Linked DNA regions of Mus musculus: region 1 is linked to region 2. The links are chromatin contacts, called in public promoter capture Hi-C maps. All regions are on one chromosome and are shown on one strand. The core of a region is the stretch at or near the end of the contact, and the rest is flanking DNA. Distances in the headings are between cores, read along the strand shown. Region 1 has its middle 19 kb from the start of Gm14064. Region 2 holds the start of Jag1 (jagged 1).

What was found. Promoter capture Hi-C pulls out the DNA fragments that hold promoters and counts their contacts.
Region 1: a contact with region 2 is called in a promoter capture Hi-C map of the HPC-7 cell line, with 8 times the contacts expected there. The contact joins the enhancer-like site here to the promoter of Jag1 in region 2. A contact is called at or near these places in 6 of 39 promoter capture datasets (the C10 cell line, the HPC-7 cell line, cranial neural crest and 2 more), 1 of 15 datasets of contacts at CTCF or cohesin (the NIH/3T3 cell line), 3 of 484 Hi-C or Micro-C datasets (the N1E-115 cell line, nephron progenitors and ventricular fibroblasts), 9 of 115 datasets of contacts at active chromatin or transcription factors (craniofacial prominence, embryonic forebrain, embryonic hindbrain and 6 more) and 1 of 9 other capture datasets (adipose tissue).

The regions. Positions count from the first base shown.
Region 1 is chr2:137,642,697-137,646,629 of GRCm38.p6, forward strand. No RefSeq gene overlaps it. Among named protein-coding and RNA genes, the nearest start is that of Gm14064, 19 kb to the right of the region's middle. Within about 2 kb of position 1,670, at least 16 of the 459 cell types and tissues checked have an H3K27ac peak or open chromatin away from gene starts, as enhancers often do. A contact at or near this core is called in the HPC-7 cell line and the N1E-115 cell line, where this site is marked.
Region 2 is chr2:137,114,789-137,118,592 of GRCm38.p6, forward strand. It overlaps Jag1 (jagged 1), which reads right to left and starts at 1,732. Exons shown (of 26, transcript NM_013822.5): 1 at 1,389-1,732; 2 at 616-921. The coding sequence starts at 1,469.

The DNA.
Region 1 (3,933 bases), core at 420-2,919, 530 kb after region 2:
ATGTAAATGAGCTAAATACCTAATAAAAAATGGAAAAAAAAAGAGCAGCAAACACTCTTAACTGTTGAGCCATCTCTCCAGCCCAGTCTCGGATTTGTTGCTATTGTTTAGAACAAATCCCTTGAGAAAATTCACTGAAAAATATAATAACTTGTCTCTTGCTTCCTTTCATCATGTGTGCTAGATTTTCTTGTTGTTGTATATTTTTATGTTAAGTTTTAATGTAAGTTCTGTAAAGGATTAAGAAAAAAAAACCACGCTTTTAAAAATAGTAATAATAAGGCATGGTTCCTAAGTTACAATGAATAAAATACCTTTGGTAAGAAGAAGGTAAAGGCCTTCACAGTATGAAGATTAGACATCTGAGGGCCTTGGAAGTGAACTATGGCATTTTTTTTCTGACTTCCTTTGGCCAAGGTCAAGGCATCACTTAGCCTGGTTCATCATCAGTTTCTTTATCTTAGACAGAAAGCAGGATACTGGCTGCTCTCTTAATAACTGTAAGAGGATGGAGAAGCAGAATCTAAAAATCTGGAACACTTTCCAACTGCCAGGCAACATAACTCACTCCAACATCAAAATAGGTCATTAAATGCCATGAAAGGGTAAAGTACATGATCTGGAATCATCTTCCTTTACTGTTGTGAGGACAAAGGCTCTTTGTCCCTTTAAGAGTTTTCAGCCACATCTCCAGTCACATCCTAAAAGCTTTCCTCATGTGTTGGGTAGGTGTATCCGGTCACACAGCCCTGTTCAGAACTTCCTGGCAGATGTCATAATTTACTGTCACCCTCTTGCAGGAACCCAGAACAAGGGGCCCCCATGCCAGCACTGTGATCCATTGCCTGACAAGTCCTGGGTGTCAACCTTCAGCAGGCTCAGCGGAGGTGGAACACCATTTACCTGATAGAGCCTTTGATAAAGTTGGCAATTAGATGCACTTGGGAAATCCTGGCTGGAAACTAGTTTAGGAAGCATTACAACCACATCACGTTTCTTAAAAATTAATAGAAAAGACGGAGCACTCCGGTATTTGCTTTGTTCTCGGAAGAAGGCAGAAATATAGGGGTATATATGTAGTTTTATCTCTTTGGGTGTCTCTTCTGCTTCTTACTCTTATTTCCTCCAGACACAGTAATAAATCCCCTACCAGAGACAGGAGTGAGATGAAAGGGATCAAGCGACACGGTTTACAGTTTGGGATCATAGAGCCACATTGTTTTTTTAGGCCTCAAGCTCTTCCTCTCTGTTGTTTTGTTTGTCTGTTTTTGTTTTTGAGACAGGGTCTTAAATTGTTGCCCAGGCTTCCTTGGAACTCACAGTAATGCTCCTGCCTCATGCTTTCGGGCGTTGAGATTACAAGCCTGCACCCTAAAGCCCAACTCTCTTCCTGTCTTTATTTTTCATCCCTTTTTCTGATTCTTGGTAGTCTCTGTTCTCTCTCTCTCTCTCTCTCTCTCTCTCTCTCTCTCTCTCTCTCTCTCTCTCTCACACACACACACACACACACACACACAGAACAAAGGGGACTTAATATTCTATATGTCACTAGAGCTTTCTATCTTTGATGTTAGCACAAGAGCATGATTTGTTTGACATATATTCCACATCCCCCACCCCTTTGCTTCCTCCTTACTGGATGGCTTCAGCTTGCCAGTGATTAATGAGTCTGGAAGGTGAGCGACAGTTATCTTAAGGGCTCTAAAACATTTGTTTCCACAGCCTAGCCAAACTGTCCTGCTGCATTAGCTGTAGTTAGATTTCCTGTTGATAACGGTCTGCAGAAAATAACCCCCACCCCTACCCCAAAGCTGCCATCAGCATGAAGCCCTGTTTGTATGCCAACAGGGCAGAAGTTCTCACTGTCAGCCATGCAAATTTCCATTCTTCTTTAGGCAGATAAGCATTTTACCTTTGAGAAGGAGCTAAGGAGTCTGTTGTGAGGTTAGACCAATTCTCAACCTCCTTTGGATGCAGAAGCCTTATGAAATCAAAAAGTCAGAAGTGATCTGGAAAATGTGCTTACAAATAGTGGAACAGGGAAATGAGTTCTTCCCCTAGGCTTGTTCCTCCTGTGTGGGGTGAAATAGGTGGGAAGCAGGGACAGGGCGTTCTCTGTGTGATTGGAATTCCCCTGTAGAGTCACAGGAGATGAGCAAGCCTTTGGTTTTCCTTTTTTTTTATGTTTTATTTTGCACCTAGACCAATAGGCATGGGGAAAGCTGGCAGAGATGCGCACATGAGGTTTGTCCTCTTTAATGATCAGGTCTACAGAGGTTACCAAGGCTTGCTGACCACTGGAATATGGGGCCAATTAGGCCTTGGCTTCCTTTCAAGGTGGGCAGAGAATCATTTGGAACCACAGTCTATGTCATGATGCCAGTCACTGTGGGGAAGTGAATGAATGAGTCTTCCTTCCCATATTTGCTTCTGGACCCATGTAGTCATGGTCTCTTCAGCAAATAAAGAGGCTTCTTGGAATTGGCAGAGGTTGAAGTGGTATAAACTTAAGCAGAAAAACAGTGTTCTAATACTACAGAGAAAATCTAGAGCCTGGTGTGATGGTGCACACCTTTAATCCCAGCACTTGGGAGGCAGAGGCAGGCAGATTTCTGAGTTTGAGGCCAGTCTGGTCTACAGAGTGAGTTCCAGGACAGTGAAGGCTACACGGGGAAACCCTGTCTTCAAAACAAAAACAGAAAGAAAGAAAGAAAGAAAGAAAGAAAGAAAGAAAGAAAGAAAGGAAGGAAGGAAGGAAGGAAGGAAGGAAGGAAGGAAGAAAGAAAGAAAGAAAGAAAGAAAGAAAGAAAGAAAGAAAGAAAGAAAGAAAGAAAGAGAGAGAGAGAAAGTCTAGGGAGGGGAGGGGAGTGGAGGTGGTCCTCATTGCTGTGCACAACAGCTCCATCATATCTTCCTGGTGATGATTCTGAAGGAAACCAAGTTACAGTTTTCCTTATGATCTCATTTTACTGGGCTCAAAGCCCACCTCAATCATCATCTTTGGAGTCTAATGAGCTGTTTGCAGAACAGTGTTGAAAGGCACATAGGATAAAAAGAGAGTAAACTGTGTACATGCAGAGCTTCAAAATCTAGGCTCCTCGGCAGAATATTGCCTTCATTCTAGAAGAAACACTGGAGAAGTTTCCAATGATTCTCCTGCTCTTTTGCATAGCATCTGTGGTACTGCAGTCCCTCCAACCAAGACGCAGGGTCCTTGGTGTGAGCTGTTCTTGGAGTGGCATGCACAATCATTGGAAGGATACTGTTCCATTCTGCCTAAAGCCTTCAGTACATTCACATTCCTGCTTGCTCGCACCATGCCTGCTTTTCCCAACCATGACGTTATGCCCTGAAAAACTTTCCAGGTAATGAAACAGGAGAAACAGTTTTATGTCTCTCCAGCTGTCTTAGAAGAGGCCATGCTAAATCATCCAGAGACTGAGAACATGAACAGGCCCACGTCAGTGTCACCTAAGTCCTTAACCCAAAGACATAGGAGCAGAGTAAATTGTACTGCTTGGAACCAGAGTCCAGGGACAGATTGTTAAATGACATTATTGCAACAATACAAAACTGATCCTTTTGCCTATTGGTTTGTATCCTGGTCTCTGTTTACATCATATTTTTTTATTGTAAGCCAGTATAATGTCTTTCATGTAAATATCCAGGCCGTCATTTTATCTTTATTTACATGAATCCTTTCTTCTTGGAGCCCATTTTGTTCCAATGCAACACAGGACCCTAAGGTTATCACAGGACAAACAGCATTAATAGAGAAATGCTCATTTCTTCTCAAAAGTGATCTTCACTTTGGGTTATTTCTATTATCGTAGAACAAGAAAATAAATAAAAATATACACATGCGTAGTACATCAAGGATGCTTTGTGCTTGGAGAAAAAATAGCAAGCAAATCTTAAAGTATTCCTGTTGCA
Region 2 (3,804 bases), core at 482-2,981:
GAGCGGGGGCGGGAGGAAGGGGCCGGCAGGGGGCGGAGGTTCCCAGACTAAAGCTTGGACGCCAGCCGGAGACAACCCCCCTCCTGCAGCCGCCACTTCAGGCTGGGAGAGCACCCCTCCAACACACTAAAATCTCCCCACTAGAGCCGCGGGAAGCCTGCTCCCCCACACCCTGCAGGAAGGACACACCCGCCCTCGGGGCGGCTCACGGGAAAGGGGAGGGTGCCAACTTGGACAGCGTATGCAGGGCAGACTATGCGCAGTCGCCTTCCAGGGCACTACGAGTTTTAATTAGTTAAGCAAAGAAATCATCTATAATGACCGCCTGGTCGAGGGTGGGAACTGGAAGTAGCAAGCATAAAATTAGCATCCTTGCGTACTTTCCCCCAGCAATGCTCTTCAGAGACCCCATTTCGCTGCGCTAAGCAGACACCACCCAGAATGGAAGACCCGCCCGTCTCATCTTGTCCAGGTCCAGCTGTAGTCTGGACTCTCAAACTTGCCACCCCCAAAGCCTCTCAACTTAGTGCCAAGTTTCAAGTGGCATTAAATCCTTCTCAAGGCAATATAGGGCTCGGCCCCGCGTTCGACTCTGTCGGTGTGTCGCTCACTCACCGGCCAGGCGAAACTGAAAGGCAGTACGATGCGATTACGGTCGTTGCCACGGCTGGCCTTGAGATTGAAGGTGTTACCCCCGATGACAGGCGTAGACCCTGAGCCGAAGCTGCAGGGTCCCCCGGCAGTGACGCGGGACTGATACTCCTTGAGGCACACTTTGAAGTACGTATCACACTCGTCGCGGGTGCACTTGCGGTCGCCAGGGTTCCGGACTCCACCACAACAGTTCCCATTCTGTAGCTCTCCATTCACGTTCTGCATGGACAGGATCTCCAGCTCAAACTGACCCGAGGCCCCGCACACCTGCCAGCGAGGAAGGAAGGTCAACGCATGAGAAAGTTTTCTCTGAAGGTGGAGGTGGAGACTCCTTGACACCCCCCACCCCCAATACACACACCCCAGGCTGCCAAAGATCCTCGGTGGCAAGTGAAAATAATTTTGCAAAAACTAGGTTTAGGGCTCAACCTGGTTTGGGGGCATAAAAAACACAAGTGCGGGAAAACTAAGACAAGTGCCCCGAAGGACCGTGAGAACGTAATGATCGCATTTTGCCCAGCCTGGAGGAGTTTATCTTTCGAGGCCAGGGGCTCCCCTCTGGGGAACCAGCGTTCCCTCACCGGGTGCTGCCTCTCGGGTGAAAAGTCAGGGTCAGGGAGCCTTGTACTCAAGGGCTCCGGAACTTGCACTGGGAGCCACAGCCGCTCCCGTCCAGAACGCCACGAGGGAAGGGAGAGGACCGCGGGGAGCAAGAGCGGGAGAGAGACTCCTACCTTGGCTCGCAGGGCACAGAGCAGGGCGAGCAGAAGACTCAGGGGGCGCCCGGGCCGGCCGCGCGTCCGTGGGGACCGCATCGCTGCGCCGCGCGCCACGGGCACTCCGGACGCCGCCGCCGCTGCTAGCGCTGGTGCTCCCGCCGAGGCTGCCGTCGTCGCTGCCCCCGCGGCCGCCGCGTCCCGGCTCTAATATACTCCGTGGATTGGAGCATGCACGACTGGAAAACAACACTACTTTTCAAAAGCCCTTTCAAGAGCCGCGCGTTCCAGAAGGCAAAGAGCCCGGCCTCCTTTTATTATTCTGATCGCTTCTTTGAGGCGCTCCCCCCTCTTCCACCTCTCGGCTTTCTTTCCTTCTCTCGCGCTCCCCTTCTTTTATTATTATGATTATGCGCAGCCTTTTATTCCCTTTCAGATCAGCTGCATGAAACGCGGGGAGGGAGGGGAGGAAAAAAAAAAAAAAAACCTGAGCCTAGCTCGCCGGCCGGCTGCAGGTAACACAATGACGCGTGCCCGCCTGGCTCTCGAAGGGACCCGGAGCGCCGGTCTGGGAGCCGGGACTCCGGCTGGCCACCTCTTCTCAACACGCGGAACAAGGCGCATGCGCGATTGTTAATATTCATAAGGGGCGTGCCATCTATTGGGCACGCCCCTTTCCTCCGGGTTGTTGGGGAGGGGAGAAATTGAGAAGGGGTTGGAAGTTGCGGGACGGACCGGGTGGCATGGCCGCCCGAGGGGCCCCCACACGCAGATCAGTGTCCCGGGGAGCCCGGGCCAGGAGAAAGGAACCTGGAAGGACCGTGGAGGAGCCCATGGCTCTGAGAAGCCCAGAGCGCCTCCGCTGGACCGCCCCCTCGGTGCACGGCCTGGGCTCCCTTGCAAGCCCCAGGTGTAGGCGCCGCGGTACGGCCGGAGCAGTTGGGGCGGGCGGCTTCCGCCTTCGGAGCCGCCTGCGTCAGCTGCGGCTTTTGCCCCGGGGAGGAGGGCCTGCCCGCCGGGAACCCGGGCCGCTCCCAGCAAGCGAGCCCAGAGCCCTGTGCTGGCGGCGGCGAGACTGGCGCGCTCGCCGCCGTCTCCTCGCCCCGCAGAGGCGACCTGGGCAGACTCTGCTGGGAACTTTGAAAAACTTTCCCGGAGTCAGACTTGCCGCAAACTCGAGGGAAAGCCTCGGCCGCGCGCCATCCCTTCCCAAATCCATGTCCGTGGAGCCTCGGAGGGGCTCCCAGCGTCCTTTCCAGACCGCGCCGGGGCAGAGGCGTGGGGGAAGCAGGGGGAGTGGCCGGCGGGCACCCGGGGGCTCAGCCCGGACTTCGGGAAGGGCTTTCTGAGACGCCGAGGGCTCCGCCAGCCTCCAGCCCGGGCGCAGTGGCGGGACTGCACCTGTAGGCGGCCTCCGCGCTGCTCTCTGGGTGGCGAGACGCGGCCTGAAAAGAACCTAACCGCTGTCGTGGTCCACAGAACTTGGCTTCTCCTGGGTGGTGGTGGAAACCGATGCCATTTTCCACCTTGAGGCAGGCCTCGCAATTAGCAGCGACACTCCTGGTCATAATCAAGGTCAAAGGGAACCCAAAGGCTGGCTGAAGTCTCTGCCAGCTCCACTCCAGGCGGGTTTAAACGGAGCTCTTTAGGAAAACAGATTTCCATTAAAGGACGAAAAGGGTTTCTTAACTTGCGTTGAGCCTGTCCTGAAGAAAAGCTCTGATTTTTCCGAGATTGCTTTAGCGCCTCAACCCTTCTAGACATCAGGGCATGATGGGTAAAGGGAAAAACAGTTTCCAACATGCTGAACACGACAACATAACAACACAGGTTATTTGTGGTTATCTACGTTTAAAGAGTGGCCCAGCATAGATAGTGCCCCATACCACTTGATGGGGTTGAGAAAGCTGAGTTCCAGGCTAACAAAGATGGTTCCGTAACTTGGGCATTTTAACCACCTGAGATAGGTGATTTCTTAATGGCAATGCATCTCATTCTAACCATTCCCGAGTAACTTAATCCATAATTGGGAAGGGCATATCCCAAATCAGAATGAGTTTGCAACTGGTCACAGAAGCACCTGGCCTACACAGCAGCCACCTGGGCATTTTCCAGTGTGCCCAGTCCTCCTCCACCCAATGATCACGAATGCAAAGCATCCCGTTTTCAACATTAATTCAACACAGGTTTTTGTTTTTGTTTTTGTTTTTTTCCCACTAAAGTTTCCAGAAATATAACAGTCCTCACTTCTGATTGGACTTCTTACCTGCATCTCTAGTCGCCAAGTTAGGGTGCTCAATAACGCTTTTATAGCAAAGGATTGGTGGTGTGGAAAAGCCACATAGCCCACAAAGACTGCAGTGGTCTTAGAGTCTATATTTCTTGAGGTCCCAAGGTCTAAAGCTGTTTTAAAATGTAAAGCTGTATCCAATGA